2 separate regions of the Mus musculus genome follow, and region 2 is linked to region 1. Evidence: chromatin contacts called from public Hi-C data. All regions are on one chromosome and are shown on one strand. Each heading gives the region's core, a stretch centred on a gene start, on an enhancer-like site or on the middle of the called end of the contact. The rest is flanking DNA. Distances are from core to core; before and after follow the strand shown.

What was found. A called contact is a pair of places that touch in the nucleus more often than the background predicts.
Region 2: a Hi-C map of the N1E-115 cell line shows a contact between it and region 1, with 3 times the contacts expected there. The contact joins two enhancer-like sites. A contact is called at or near these places in 1 of 15 datasets of contacts at CTCF or cohesin (large pre-B cells), 2 of 484 Hi-C or Micro-C datasets (the N1E-115 cell line and embryonic fibroblasts), 1 of 115 datasets of contacts at active chromatin or transcription factors (astrocytes) and 1 of 9 other capture datasets (embryonic stem cells).

Annotation. Positions count from the first base shown.
Region 1 is chr19:55,337,244-55,344,749 of GRCm38.p6, forward strand. The region is part of intron 3 of Vti1a (vesicle transport through interaction with t-SNAREs 1A); the gene reads left to right. Among named protein-coding and RNA genes, the nearest start is that of Vti1a, 25 kb to the left of the region's middle. Within about 2 kb of position 4,323, at least 16 of the 459 cell types and tissues checked have an H3K27ac peak or open chromatin away from gene starts, as enhancers often do. A contact at or near this core is called in the N1E-115 cell line, where this site is marked.
Region 2 is chr19:55,804,392-55,811,897 of GRCm38.p6, forward strand. All of the region lies in intron 4 of Tcf7l2 (transcription factor 7 like 2, T cell specific, HMG box), which reads left to right. Among named protein-coding and RNA genes, the nearest start is that of Gm31734, 65 kb to the left of the region's middle. Within about 2 kb of position 2,715, at least 47 of the 459 cell types and tissues checked have an H3K27ac peak or open chromatin away from gene starts, as enhancers often do. A contact at or near this core is called in the N1E-115 cell line, where this site is marked.

The DNA.
Region 1 (7,506 bases), core at 3,073-5,572:
CAGCCTTTCAGGGCATTCAGCTGGTGCTGATGGGGACTGTGCCAGATCTCATCTCCAGGGGGAGGTTTTCAAGCTGTGCAATAGTAGCTGAGGATGTGCGTTCTGTCAACTATTTTAAGTTTGCTTATACAAGGCGTTAAAGTAGGGCTCGGATGGACCATGCCAGACTTTGCTATTGATTTCAACTTAGTATAAACCTGGTGGGTAGTGGACCACGTGTAAAAATAGTTTCATTTTTGTTTGTTAGTTGGCTTGAGTTTGTGTCCTTCGGAGGCTGGAAAAAAAATCATACTTAAGGGTATAAGAAATTTAAAATATGGAGTGAAATTGATTTAAGAGTTTTATTTTTTCCCTCAGGCTTGGTTTTGTTGTGAACCATCCAGTTCATAACACATTTAGCCAGTTTCTTAAAGTGACCTCTGTGGAAAGTGGAAGCGCAGATTCCCTTCCTTGATGTTTCTCTCCTCTAAGGTTTGCTTGTTGGGACTTTTACGACTGAACATCCATTGCCTCTTCACATACTCACCAGCGAACAAGTTTTGGTTTTCCTCTTCTTTAGTGTTTTTCACTCTGTGGACTCACTGTATGTTTTAAGGCAGCTGCATATTGTCTGTGAAGCGCACGCCCACACTTTTCTCCCCGGCTCGTGGTGCTCTTACTTCACCTACAAATGCATTTCAGCTGAAGGAGAGTGTGTGTGTGTGTGCGTGTGTGTGTGTGTGTGTGTGGGGGGGGGGGTCATACTCGCGGTCACATGATATTTGAACTACACATAGGAAGAGGAAAGTTTCCATCTCTCAGTTAGAAACCTACAGGTTTATAGGTGCTATTTCAGTGAAGTTTAAACTTTGCTTTCTTTTCCTTACTGAAGGAATGTGGCTCGGGGGTAGTCATTGCAAATATGGTCTGATTCAGGTATTCTATTCAGAGGCTTTATTTACACTTCAAAAATATCAGGTAAATATTGTTTCAGGTTGCTAGAAGTAGTTAATACCTTATTTTTTTCTTATATTCTAAGTGAGCTAAATTTGGTCATGGACCATGTTTTCAAGACACAAGTGGGAAATAGCGAGAAGGCACAGGGCCTGTGGTCTGGGCCCTCCAGCATGCGTGCTTTAGTTTCCTGATATGAACCTTTGAATTCTGCCCACATACAGGGGAAGGATGGAGGTCCAATAGGATCGTTAAGTATAAAAGCACTTGGAGAGCTGCATTAAGTCTTAGTCGGCAAGTTCGCTGTGTACAGACCGTAATCCTATAATTAAAGAATTTAAAGGTTAAAGTATCTCAAGGTCAGAAGATCCTTGAAAATCCTAAAAACTGTAAACCATCTTCCTCAGGGCTCCAGGGGCCGAGCTGCCAGAGCTTACACAAAGGAAGGAGGCGCTCAGTCTTCCATTGCCTTCGCAGACGTGGCCTTCGTGTTTGGGTTGCTTTTGTATGTCAGTACATTTTGTTTTGTAAAAGACATCTTAGAAATTAATCTGTGGGAACAGAAAGCAAGCTTTCTCCTTGACCTTGTGGGAGTAGAGGCAGAATTAAAGGTAGAGAAATTATGATATTATATACTTTATGCCTTTTTATCGTATGCATTTTATTACTCTTTAGAATTGTCTTTGCGCCAAGTTTTCATCTGGAGTTCAAAATACACATGCAGTGTCTTTGGCTTTCTTTCCTATTCTTTCTCTAGTTTCTAATAATTGACTTCCCTGAAACCTTCAGAAGTTAGTGTTGTAACTAGAGGCAGAAAAGGAGTCTGTAGTTTTTCCCTAAAAATTGTCATTAACATGAGCAGAGTTCATGCTAGCATGCCTAAGCCAACAACCAAATAGCCCGGTAGTTTAAAAGCTACCGAATTTCCCTCCCATCTGTTGAGAATTTGTTCTGAAACAGAAACAACATGACTTGAGCCCGGTTCCGACAGTAAAGCACATATTTCAAGGGAAAATTGGGAAGCTACGTAAGAGAACTTATAAGCTGGTAATGTTTGGCTGCTTCGTTGAATTTAGCTTTAGATGTGAAACTTCTCAACCATTTGCTGCCGTTGGTTTGGGTGTGGGCTACTGGGAGCTAAACCTAGGGCCTCACAGGTGGGAGACAAGCACTTAGCGAGGGATCGATAGCCTCAACCCCAAATTTGCATCTTTTCATATTGATTATAGCCTTAGTGATTGTAATCCTGTGGTAAGCAGAATTGAGGGGTGGTCATTAGGAGAGTGTGTGAAAATACAGAGAAGCATCCAGCCCAGCATGATGGCTGCAGACGGGCTTGAGAGAAGTGCCTTGTGGGAACTGGCGTCCAGACTGAGCCTTGAGAAGGGGTTTGAGAGATGAACATAGTCAGCTGAATGACCAGGATAAACTGCAGGACAGGTTGGAAGGTTAGCAGGGCCCACTGGGGCAATGAGAGTTTGGAGCTGGTTAAAATATTCTGGGCACAAAATACAAAGTTGGTCTCCTGCCTTTGTTGCATGTTGGGATCTGGGTATCTTTAAACATCCCTGACACCAGATGGTCTTCTGCGCACACACGTGTGACTGTATTGGTGTAGGTGTGATTTGTACATTGTTGTGATGGCTTTTTTAGGGCAGCTCCTCAAGTGATTCTCTATACTTGTGAATTTGGAACCGAGTAGCTGATGTAGGAAGCTAAGACAGAGAGCTAGGCAAAGCCCCAGCCCCGTTTGGATTAGAAGCTTGTGCTGGGTCACTTGGTAGCTTTGCACCTAAAACAGGGAAGTTCTTTTTTCTGTGTGAATTTGAGTTTAATTTTAATTTCTTTTTGCTTTTAAAACCCTAAAATGATTTTAAATAAAAATTTTAATTACAAAAAAACCCTGTTATCTTATAATTACATTGTATGAAATTTCCTTAAAATTAATTTCCTTATGGTATATTTAGGTTTTATGATAATCTTTAGTTGGAGGAAACAAAGAAGATATGCATATATAATTTTTCTCTCTAGGTGGCAAAGTGAATATTTTAAATTCTCAGTTGAGCTTTGGATAAAACAAAGGCAAGCTGTGAGTTCTTAGCTAGTACTGACTGTGGCTTTGACCTGGAACCCAGAGTCAGTGCACTATAGTGTCTTCATGTGAACACTGCATTTTAAAAGCTGCTATTTCAAATGCATCGGGCCAGGCTTACATTTTCTTAAAGGAAACACAGGACTCTCTGTATATGTACATATGCTTGTGCTATTTCTGGATTCAGGACAAATAATGTATACTATACACAGGTGCATGCATGAGAACACATACAGTGCACACACTTTTTTTCTACTCTGTGAAGTCTTGAAAGATGGATTGTAACTTAATTTTGTAAAAGAATTGTAAAGAAATTGCTAGTAATCTCTAATCAGAGAAACAGAAGTACGGATGTGATGGATAAATGGGATTCCGTTATGGCCAACATCTTCATTGATCTTAACAGAATTGCTCTTTGCCTCCTGTGTCTGTTTTCTCTTGGCAGAAAGCCGAGTGAATTTGGAATAGAAAGAAAGGGAAAATCCACTTGGTTCCAAATGATGATGCTGTGCACCGGCGTGGGGAACGTTACCTACAAGCCAGCAGCAGAATTGCTGGATGCTTGCTTGCTTCTTCTTTAGGGAACAACTGAAAGTCCTCTGTGTAGCCAGGTCAGAACATCTTTAACTTTACACTACCCAGAGCTTAGGATAGCAATTTAAATCATCAGATTCTCAATCTTTTCAACACTGTAGCCCTTCAATACAGTTCTCCATGCAGTGGTTTTCGATGATATTTCATATCTGTAATTACTGTATTGAATCGTCATGTAAATATCTGTGTTTTCCATTGGTCTTAGGAGACCCCTGTGAAAGGGTCCCCAAATGTGTCTTACCACGAAAGTTGAGAAATCATTGACAGAGTAGTTAAAATTTTAAACTGAAAAATTTTAAACTATTTCTGAGTAGAATTTAGTCCACAATACTCAGGTTGGAAAGAAATAGTATCATGTGTCTTAAACAAATGCTGTTTTTAGTTTGATAACACATTAATAATTTTCCTAATTTGGAAACATACTATATTCATTTAAGTGTTTTCCTTACTTTGTTGTCATAGAGATATTTTCTAGAAAGTCTTATCATTTCCAAGAATTCTTTATCTTTAAACTGACCGCTTTTGAGTTGTTTGTTATACCCTGAGGTAGATCCTACAGAAGTATGTAGAAAGTCAGAAAGACACACTTGGGGGTGTGGGGATCATTGCTAGTATATTTCCTACCTGAAAGGGTTTCCTGTCTTCTGGCAGTGTTCAGAAACTGTCAGAAAGCAAAGCCGGGCTTTCTGACTGAAGTGAAGTGGGAAGTGGCCATAGATGGCAGTGTGGCTCACACTGATGTTAAAATACACCGTGGTGTGGCATTTTCATAGAGAAATTTCCAAGACCAAATCCATCCAAGGATATTCTCTTTGCATTAAAAGTTGACTTTTCTCCCTGAGCAGTTTATAAATATAGCATAGTCAGAAGTGTGCCCTGCATCTCAGAGCATCTTCCTGAGCACAAGGCTGCTAGAAGCTGGCTGCCTGGTGCTCTGGATGGGGTCTTTGGAAACTGGATTTGCTTTTCACACTGTCTCTGCAAAACCTCTTTCCATAGGTAACATCTCAAATTCTGAACTAAAGTGTAGCGTCCTTCTGCATCCTCCTTACCCAGCCAGCAAATCAAGACATTTTGTCTTTTCCAGTTCTGTCATGAATGGGGCCCGGCAACTGTTACAGGCAAGTGGCAAGAGGTGCCAATCATAGGTGGGAGAATTGAGGAACACAGTAGGACTCTGTGCAGGGGCCTTAGAGAAGAGGATAGCGTTCATAGAGTGAGCATGCCATAACCCCAGCCTGGGGTGCCGGTGTGTCGGTGTATGTTTGGCAGCCTGCCTGCTCTTGCTCTAGCTCATGTTTCCTGGGCCTCATGGGATCCATGCAGCTTTAAGAATTTTCTCCAAGTATGGATGGGTGTTGTCATTAGGTACAAATTTGCCTAAAGAATTTTATCAGTTCTCAAAAAAAAAAAAAAAGGTATAAAGACTCAGTCTCCCTCAGCACCACTGTCACGTGCAGATGGACAGTCAGACCTACCTGGTGGGGAAGGCTAGCTCAGCTGTTGGCTTGTACTCTGTCCTGTAAACTGGATATTGAATGCATTCCTGCCTGGGTGCCTAATGCTTTGGTAGGTCTAGGATGGTTCTCTTTCAGGGCAGAAAGAGGCATGATCGATTGATCTCTCTCTCTCTCTCTCTCTCTCTCTCTCTCACCTGTAGTAATAGACATTCTCTTGAGTTTAGCTCCTCAACCTCAGGCCTGTTGAGACTTTGAGTCGACCGTTCTTTCTGGAGGGCGGTGCTGTGCTGTGCCGTGTGCAGTGTTTACCAATACCCAAGTCTCTGCCAGCAGGCAACCTTTGCCTGCAGTTGTGACCAGCAGAAGAAGGACCGTGGATATTCCGGATGTTTCTTAGTGGGCTTTAAAGTATGAAGTCCTCCCTCTCTGTAGCATCTATCTATGACTCTCTTAGAGCCAGGCTATAGAGTTGAAAGATAACCCTTAACCAGCCTGTGTTTATTTCATACAAGCCGTGAGCCACGAGAGGCAGTGTGACACTGTGGACGGACACTGGCGTTCTGGCTGTGAATCAGCTGAGTGCTGCTGGGCACTTCACTGTCCCTCTGTGTCTTCAGCTCAGATGCAGGGCCAATCTCCATGCTCTGTAAGGGCAGCGAGCTCCATGCCTAACAGTGCCGACAGTGGAGTGCTTGGTCTTTCAAGGTTGCTGGTAGTTTTCCTGTAGCTTTGGCACTGCTCTGCATTCGTTTAGATAATTAGTATGCTTTGGAACCTTTGGCTCAACTTAATCTATTAATCTCATATTGATATGTCTCCATTTTCACAATCCCTAGACCATTATTCACCTCCTTTGTGGAGTCGTTTCTAATTCTCTTTCCTGTCATGATAGATTTTCTTAGGTCTTCATTCACCTTGATTCTTATATCTGTAACCTGTGCTAACTCACAGGCCGTTCCTGTGCCAGCCTAGATGGGTCTACCTTTCACTCACTTATGTCTTATTACTCCGAACAGTTTTGGGGTCTTCACAACAAGACTGCGCCTCCTGCTCTGTGTCTTACCGTCACTTAGTAAGCAATGAATAACCAGTGGTGCAGTGTGGGTGGTGCAGCCCGTGATTAACCAGCCAGCCAGTGACAGGTACAAACAAGGGGACGGCTAAGATTTCCAGTCAGGAGATCATATCTAGCTTGAGTTGCCCTTTGAACACGATTTCTATTAAACAGTAGTGGAACAAAACAAGACATTGTGTTACAATGGGTGTTTCCTCCCTACTGATTGCTTTTAAGTTTTTCAGACCAGGGAAATAATATGACGGTCGGAGCTGGAAAGATGATTCAGGAGTTGAGAGCACCTGTTACTCTTGGAGAGGACACAGGTTCGATTCCTAATACCCATGTGGTGGTTCACAGCCACCCACAGCTTCAGTTCCAAGGGATCCAGTGCCCTCTTCTGACCTATGTAGGTACTAAGCATTTTCACACATACGTGCAGGCAAAATATTTACAACATAAATAATACAATTAAGAAATCTAAGAAGCACTTTAAAAAGAATGAAGTTTCTGTAATGCTCCACTGAATCTAAGTTCTTAGAAAAGTCACAGGTAGGAAATAACGTGACATGTTCATTGCCAGAGAAGAGCTGAGAAATACAGCCATGTCAATGACTTTTTGACATTTTCTGAGGTCCTTGTCAACTGTATTAATACTTACAGTGACATATAATTTTCAAAGTTTTATATTAAGACCAAACCAATAAGTTAAACATGCTATATTCCTATCTGATAAAAGGGGCCACTTAGAGTCTTAAACTGTACGGACAGTTTCCTAAGCTCCTTGGTATAAGTGTACAGGTGACAACTTTGGGTATTATTTGTACACTCTTGTAGACAGCACCGACAGCATAACAGCTCTCAGTTTAACCTTTCTGTGCAGAAGACGATGTGAGTTTTGCATTGCAGGTATCTTTAAACTTCATTTCCAAGTTTAATTATTTCTTTTATTTTTAGATTAATTTATTTTTTACACTCCATATTCCATTCCCCACCCCCACATCCACCCCCTGACTGCTCCCCATTCCACACCTCCTCCCAATCCCCACCCCCTGTCTCCATGTGGATGCCCCTATACCCCCCACCCCACCTGACCTCTAAACTCCCTGGGGCCTCCAGTCTCTTGAGGGTTAGGTGCATCATCTCTGAATGAACACAGACCTGGAAGTCCTCTGCTGTATGTGTGTTGGGGGCCTCATATCAGCTGGTGTATGTTGTCTGTTTGGTGGTCCAGTGTTTGAGAGATCTTGGGGGTCCAGATTAATTGAAACTGCTGGTGCCTCCAACAGGATCGCCCTTTCCTCAGGTTCTTTCAGCTTCCCTAATTCAACAGCAGGGGTCAGCTGCTTCTGTCCATTGGGCGTGAATATCTG
Region 2 (7,506 bases), core at 1,465-3,964, 470 kb after region 1:
CTTGGGGCACTGTGCAGTGTCTCTATCTGGTACTTACTATGTAGATGATTTAGCATCTTGCAGTAACTCGAGGGATTTTCTGATGGTGCTGATTACATTAATTGAAATATAATAGCTAGCTAATAATATAATAGCTGGCATTTATGGAACACTCACCAAACAGCAGACCCCTTGCCAAGCCTTTGATTTCTATAAGATCCTCCAGAGATGGCAACTTGTTTGTATTCTCATTTTACGGACAAGGAAACCTCTGCTTCCCTGCCTTTACATGGTCACCTTCTATGTCTCTTAAAGAATCCAGCTTTTTGGGCTTGCAGCATTTGGCATGCGTTAGATTAGGTATTCAGTCAGGGTTTTTAGGCAAGTAGATGGACCCAGCCTGCCTCTGAGTGCCTGCACGCTCCGGGGTCCCTTTTTATGCTTTGGATTCCTAACAGTGAGTCCAATTAATCCGGTTGCAGACAAGGACAGGGCTCAGTGGTCCAGGAGCAAGGAGACAGCATGGTGGTCGTGATGGTGAGAAATGGCCTCCTGGACTGTTCCTGGGCACACAGGTGTTAAGGCATTGCATGAATTGTCATGCAGAAGAATTTGCTGAGGCAGCATTTCTCCTCTCAGTCGGTGGCCACGTGTGACACTCTGTGCCTCTGTGTCTGCACTGAGTCAGGTTGGACTCTGGAGGACCTGCAGGTTGGGATGATGCTAACTTACCTGCATCCCAGGAGGTAAGGCACTGGGCTGTGCTTGCCATTTCGACAGCTGGGACCTCATTAAACTTCGCAAACTGAGAGGGGCTTTCTCACTCAGGTGACGAGGGGACCTTAGGCAGTGCTGAATTCTCCAAGCTAAGCCCATTTCTGAGGCAGAAAGAGAGAGGGGAGGTGAGACCTCTTAGAAAGTAACTGAAGGAATAATTTCTGACCTGCCCATTTGCATGTGGGCCAGAGTGTTGGGTTGTCAGCCAGTCTGTTACTCGGGTGCACAACCTGGGCAGCCTGACCACTTTCTATATGTGCATGCCTAATGAATATTTCTCCCAGACCTGAGAGTGTGCTCAGGAACCGGGCTCGTGTCTCAGGGAGGGGCAGGTAGACTGCTCTTTCCTAACACCTGTGTGTGAGCTCTGTTCCCACCCACAATTCTGTTACAGAGAGGGCCCAGAAGCTAGCCAAAGTGAAGCCATGTGTCCAGGGCCCTAAAAGTACCAAAAGTACCAACCATACACCCCAGATTCCCACTGAGGCCCTTGTACACCTGAGCACGTGTGGGCCACCATTTGGCTGTGTCACCTGAGACAGAATTAGGGAACCCCCTCCACAATTCCTCAGTGCTGAAGGTGAAACCAGAGCCTGTGCATAACCCAGTTTTAACTGGTTTTTTGTTTGTTTTTGAGACAGGGTTTCTCTGTGTAGCCCTGGCTGTCCTGGAACTCACTCTGTAGACAAGGCTGGCCTCGATCTCAGAAATCCGCCTGCCTCTGCCTCCCAAGTGCTGGGATTAAAGGCGTGTGCCACCACCGCCCGGCGCTTAACTGATATTTTTTTAATCAGAATGATCCTTCTACAACTTTATGTCAGTCAACTCCATGATGGAGAGAGAAGGGATTGGTGTGTTTCTATGTGTGTGTGTGTTTGTGTGTGTCTCCTGTGTGTATATGTATATGTGTATCTGTGTGTGTGAATGTGTGTGTATCTCTGTGTGTTTGTGTGTGTGTGTATGTGTGTGGTTTGGATTGAAGGAGAGAGCTCAGGAGCCATGTTGTATAGTTTAAAAGATAGATCTTAGGCCAAGCTATCTTTGACCTGAGTCCCTCTCTGTCTTTGTCTTCGGGAGCCCCTGGGAGGTCTGGAAGTACACGAGGCCAGGTTCTATGGTCATGGCTAGTTGGCATCACAAATAAACCAACTCCTGGAAAATTCTCTTACTGTCAATAGTGAAGACCGGGGGGAGGGCAGTGGGGGAGAGGAAGAACTGATCTTGATGCTGTTGGGCTTGAACCTGCCTGTGCAGAGGACATACTGATGGGCTAAGTGGTTAACTTCAGATGGTCACTGCCGCTTTCCCAGCCACGTTCTTTTAAAGACTCAAGCCATCAAGAAAGAGGAAACATTGGCCTACAGAGGCCCAATGGTCCTCAGGAGTAAAGAGAGGCCAGCCTCCACCCACACATGAGAAGATGAAGTTTGACCTCTGGTCCAACAGCCCAGTGCTAGCTCTTCTCCGTCTCCCACTGGGGCTTGTTCTTTGGGGGAAGCGGGCATGTGCTGTGTGTTCCTCCTGTGTCTTGGTTATTCCTGGAAGTTTCTGTCCTTGTTGATCATGTGTCAGCCATGTGCTGCCCCCTCTTTGAAAGTCACACTTAACAACAGCTGGGGCGATCCTTATCTCCTTGTTATCCCTTTGATTATAAGATCCATTGTTCTGGCCTCTGCTCCTAGGCACATACTAGCTCCACTGTGTATACAATTAAACAATCCTGAACAACCCTGCGCGTCTCAAGTGCCCGGAATCTCCCAGTGTTTCAGAGGCAGCTTGAAAATGAGCAGAACTGTATTTCCGTTTCCCAATGAGCTTATTGTGCTCAAAATATCGCCTGCTAGTTTATGAAGGGAAGCCACAGGCTGGGGACCCAAGGGCACTTCTGGCTGCAGTCTGTAACTCAGTCCCCGCCTCTGCCCCTTTGCCCCATTAAGTCTGCCCCCAGATGCTCTGTCCATCCCTGGAGCATAGCCCTGCTTCCTAGGAACAGCACTAGCCTGCATGAGCTGGCTTGGGGCTCATCCTCGTGGACTGGTAGGAAGAAATTTGGAGTGTGGACTTCCTCGAGTGGCTGCCATCAGGGCAGCCGGGTCTGTAGGCAGATAGAAGCGTGTGGGCAGAGGGAGCCATCGTGAGGTGGGGACAGAAAGCCCGCCTTCATCTTTAACTGTGCCCGGCGGATGATTGAGACATTCAGTTTACGCCTGAGAGCGGAGTGGGCCAGGATAGCCTAGCTGACCTGGTAGACCTCCCAGATGAAGCGCACAAGAGAAGCAAAGAGGGCTGGGGATTACTAAGCAGGGGAACAACTGGGGCAGAGTCCTGGGAGAGAATGTTTATTTCCTTGCTCTCTAGGAGGGATTTGGAAAGAGCAGTAATCCTGGGTTAGGAGTAATTTGTTACAGCAAGATGATACTTGAGTGGCAGGCAGCTCTGGCGGAGGCAGCAGTGATGAGCAGGCAGGGGGGTCGAGGGACCTGCAGAAGGTCAGACGTGTCCGTTCTGACCCGGGGCTTCTTCCTCCTGGTGCAGAATTAACCAGAGGAACTGCCGACCCCGGGTTCCCGGGTGTAGGGTTAGAAAGTATCACTGTTACAAGCCTGTCACAGCCAGAAACCGGCAATAAAAGTTTGGAAGGGGAGACCTCTATGGAGCCACTGACCCCTTTCAGATGTGACAAGGGGAGAAACTTGCAGAAGAGAAGGCATCTAAGGTTGTGAAGTGAGCTGGAGCAGGAAGCTGGGGTTGGGTCGCCTGCACTGGGCTCCTGTGCAGTCAGACTGTAGTGAGTTAAATCCTTCTCCCACTGAAGGGTTCAGGCTGGTTTTTTTTTGTTTTTGTTTTTTTTTGTTTTTCTTTTTTCTTTTTTTTGTCATGGGGAACTGGGAAATAGAATAAGGGGAGGAGCCTCTACTTGGAAAAAGTTCTGCCTTGTGTGCCCCAAACCACAGAGCAAGGAAGGAATTAAGAAAAGTTTTGATTAAAAAAAAATCAGCAACAACCGAGTGGCTTAAAAATTGAGATTAAAGTCTCAGGATAGCGAGACCCTATCACTCAGTGTCTCTACCTCCCAGGTCACCCATCACCTCAAGAGATCTGTAGTTTTTAAATCCCTGGAACAGTCAGAGGAGGAAAAACAAACAAACAAACAACAACAAAAAAACCCCCAAACCTCTAAATCTTAGTTGTCTGCACTATGTGACATTCCCCTTGATTTCATTGCCATGGTTTGTTTAAGGTTTTTAATTTTTTACATGGATTGATTGATTGTGTCCTCACCTGTGAGTGTTTGTAGGTCAGAGGACAAGCTGTGGAGTTGCTTCTTCCTCTGGGGTTCTGGGGTCCAACCCCAGGGTCAGGCATGGTCCCAGGGCTTAGTCCATCGAGCCATCTTGCTGACTCATCCTTTATGGGGCAAAGCTGGTGAGGGAGCGGTTTCACACCCATTTCCAGCTGGAGGAGCTGAGGTACAGATGGCTAGCCTGGCCTGCAGGGTGCACATGTGAATGAGTCCTGGTTCTGTTGACTTGACCATTCCTCCAGGATGTTAGCCATGTATACTTTAGCCTTGCAGCCTAGCAGCCATTAACTCCCCTTCCCCTTCAACAGCATCTCTCATCCAGGGTAGACTGTGTTGTCCTCCCAGAGACCCAGGGACCACAGTCCCATTTGGTAATAGCTTAGTTCTCAAGGACCTACACTGATTGCCCTCCTGTCCCATCTTTGATGTGATATATGATATGATATGATATGATATGATATGATATGATATGAAGGTGGGAGAGTGTCCCCCCATTTGTCTCTTGACAGACAATGAGATAACCATCAAATGATAAACGCCTTCTCTTAAATATCTCATCTTAAATTGAGATATTATTTTGATATTAAATTGAGATGCCATAATACATATCTATTTAAAGCACACAGTTCAGGCTGGCGAGATCGCTCAGCAGGTAAGAGCCATTGCTGCTCTTGGAGAAGACCGGAGTTTGACTTCTATCACCTGTGACACATAGCTCACAGCCACCTATGACTCCAGCTCCAGGGGTTCAGGTGCTCTCGCCTGGCCTCTGTGGGTATCTTCACCCGCGCGCGCGCGCACACACACACACACAGATACATACACAGAAATAAAACTTAAAATGTACAATTCAGTGGTTTTTAGAATACTCCCGGGCCGTGCATACACCAGCACTCTGTTTCTGGGATTTCTCGGTATTCATAAAGAAGCCCCATTTTCCCTGGCTCGTGCTTCCCACTCCTTTCCTCCTCAGCTCCTGAGTATTTTATATGAGTGGAATAATACACATGCCTCCTGCCTTTTTGTCTGCCTTCTTTAGAATTGCATATTAAGTGTCAAGGACCAGCCAGGGCTTGGTATACAGGTATGCTGTCTGTTTTTATCACTGCATAATACTCCATTCTGCGGTTGTACTGCACAACCAGCTTGAGTATTCTAAGAACTAGAAGGGTTGGTGCCTTCCAGTCACAGGGCATCCACCATTCTGCTCAGCCCCTAGCATCACCCACACTTGCTGCACAGGCTTCTCTGCGTCTTCCGGTTTGTTTTCTGGTCTGCAGATGGCCTGCGTCTCCCTTGGCATGTTGTGGAGACACAGGTGGTAACTCAGACATTCCAATTAACTTGACTGTTCTTGGCCTTTTTTTATAAGTAATAAAAATTGTGGTGGCTACAACTGGTTGATTTTAAAGGAGAGACTGTAAATGTTTTCTGCCTAGAGGAGACTGGAGTCTGGTCTGGCTCTTCATGGGAGGTTCCTGTCAGGGCTTGCAGGCAGGAGATCAGTTAATCACCAGCTGGGGGGCTCAGGGGACAATCTGTGTGGTACTGGCTGGAGGCTGTAGACCTGGGAAAGCTCCTGTCCTCTAACCTGGATCAGGGATCGGGCACTTGAAACACGGCTAATGTCCATGGCTCTTCTCTCTGGTTGGGGCTTGGTGGGCACAGATCCACCAAGGAAGGCAGAGGGGAGTTGGGAGATGAGCCTGGACGGAGTGGAGGAAGTTGGTGGCCCTGCGTAATGTCTGACCTGTGACTTGTGGCAGTCTAGATCCCACCTGATTGGCCGAGCTTCCTCCTTATACAAATCTTAGGTCTACATACTCTTCTTGATTTCACAGGGTTAGCTTTGAAGCGGTGGTGGTCACCTCTAAGGTATGCTCCAATGAGTGATGCTATTGGAGACTGTACTCTGCAGTGACTGAAGCCAACTGCAGGACTTCATTTCAAATCTTTTAAAATGAATGATACGGAAACCAAGGCGAAGGCTGTTAATAAATTTTTGGACACTGGTGTCTGTGTGTACCCTTTTCTCTTGGTAGTTTCCTTTGAGAAACAAGACCACCTCACTAACATCTGTGTGGTTCCATTCCTTGTTTAGCTCTAGAGAATGCTCAGCCTTCAGGCTGGGGTTCCTTCTCCTTGGAGTTTCTGTAGTGCGCTCCTTATGTTGTTTCCCAATCCAGAAATCACTGATGTCTGCATCTTGTCATATTTTATCAGCAAATAAAGCCTTTAAAAGATAGAGCCACTGTGGGTTATTTTCAGTTGAACCAGCTCTGGGGTTTGTAACCAGCGGTTCTCAACCTGTGGGTTGTGACCTCTTTGGGAGTTGCAAATCAGATATTTACATTACGATTTATAACAGCGGCAAAATTACTGTTATGAAGTAGTCATGAAAATAATTTCATGGTTGGGGGTCACCACACCATGAGGAACTGTGTTAAAGGGTCGCAGTATTAGGAAGGATGGGCGCTACCATGCTATACCTTCTGCATCTGCAGAAGCAGTGGCCAAATGGGCCTTATAGTGACGTCCTGCAAGGTTCTGATGGGGCTTCTGGAATGTTCCACTACTTTCAGTTTCAGTATAGCCGGTGGAAAATGCATATAGAGCATCGTATAAACTTAATATTGTCACAGCTTTTCAAATTTTACCATTGTAGGTAAATCAAGAGTCCTTAACTACCAGGAAAAAGCTGCTTGTTCGTAGGAAATGGGCTGAATTTTCTCTCATCCATTTCCAAGAAATGAGGAAAGCTTAGAAAGGGTCATACAGACATACTTGTGAGCAGGGTGTGGGTGCATGCATGTGCGGGTGCGTGTGTGAGTGTATGTGCATTCGTGCGCGCGCGTGTGTGTGTGTGTGTGTGTGTGTGTGTGTGTGTGTGTGTGCATTCATGTATTGTGTGGGTGTGGGTGCATGTGCGGGTGTGTGTGTGTGTGTGTGAGTGTGTGTGTATGACTGTGAGTGTGAGAGTGTGTGTGTGTGTGTGTGTGTGTGTGTGTGTGAACTCCTAAAGAGGCCCAGTGATGGTCTCTGTCGGGAGGAGGATACCAATAGAGGCAACTGCCCCTTTTCTTTTTCCTGGTACTTCCTTTCTTGTGGTAAGTGGATTCTGGTGGCCCTTTCTTTAGTAAGGGTTGGAATGTAGCTACTGCTTTCTGTCCCCTGCTGCCTGTTGGCAGGGGAGTCAGCTTCTGACTGTGCTACTCTGAGGGGAAGACCGCATGATTTGGTATACTGTGGACCATGGCTGACCCTTCCCTTTAGGGTGTGTCTGACGTTTCATTTCATTAGAAACAAGACATCTACAACTTTCTAGCATCATCAGTGCCTTAGGAAATCTTGTCTGTGGGGATCCATCAGGGATCCATTTTGAAGACTGATCCAGTTAATTTGGTTTTGGGAGAAATGGTTTTCCTAGTCAGAATAAGCTCGGGTCG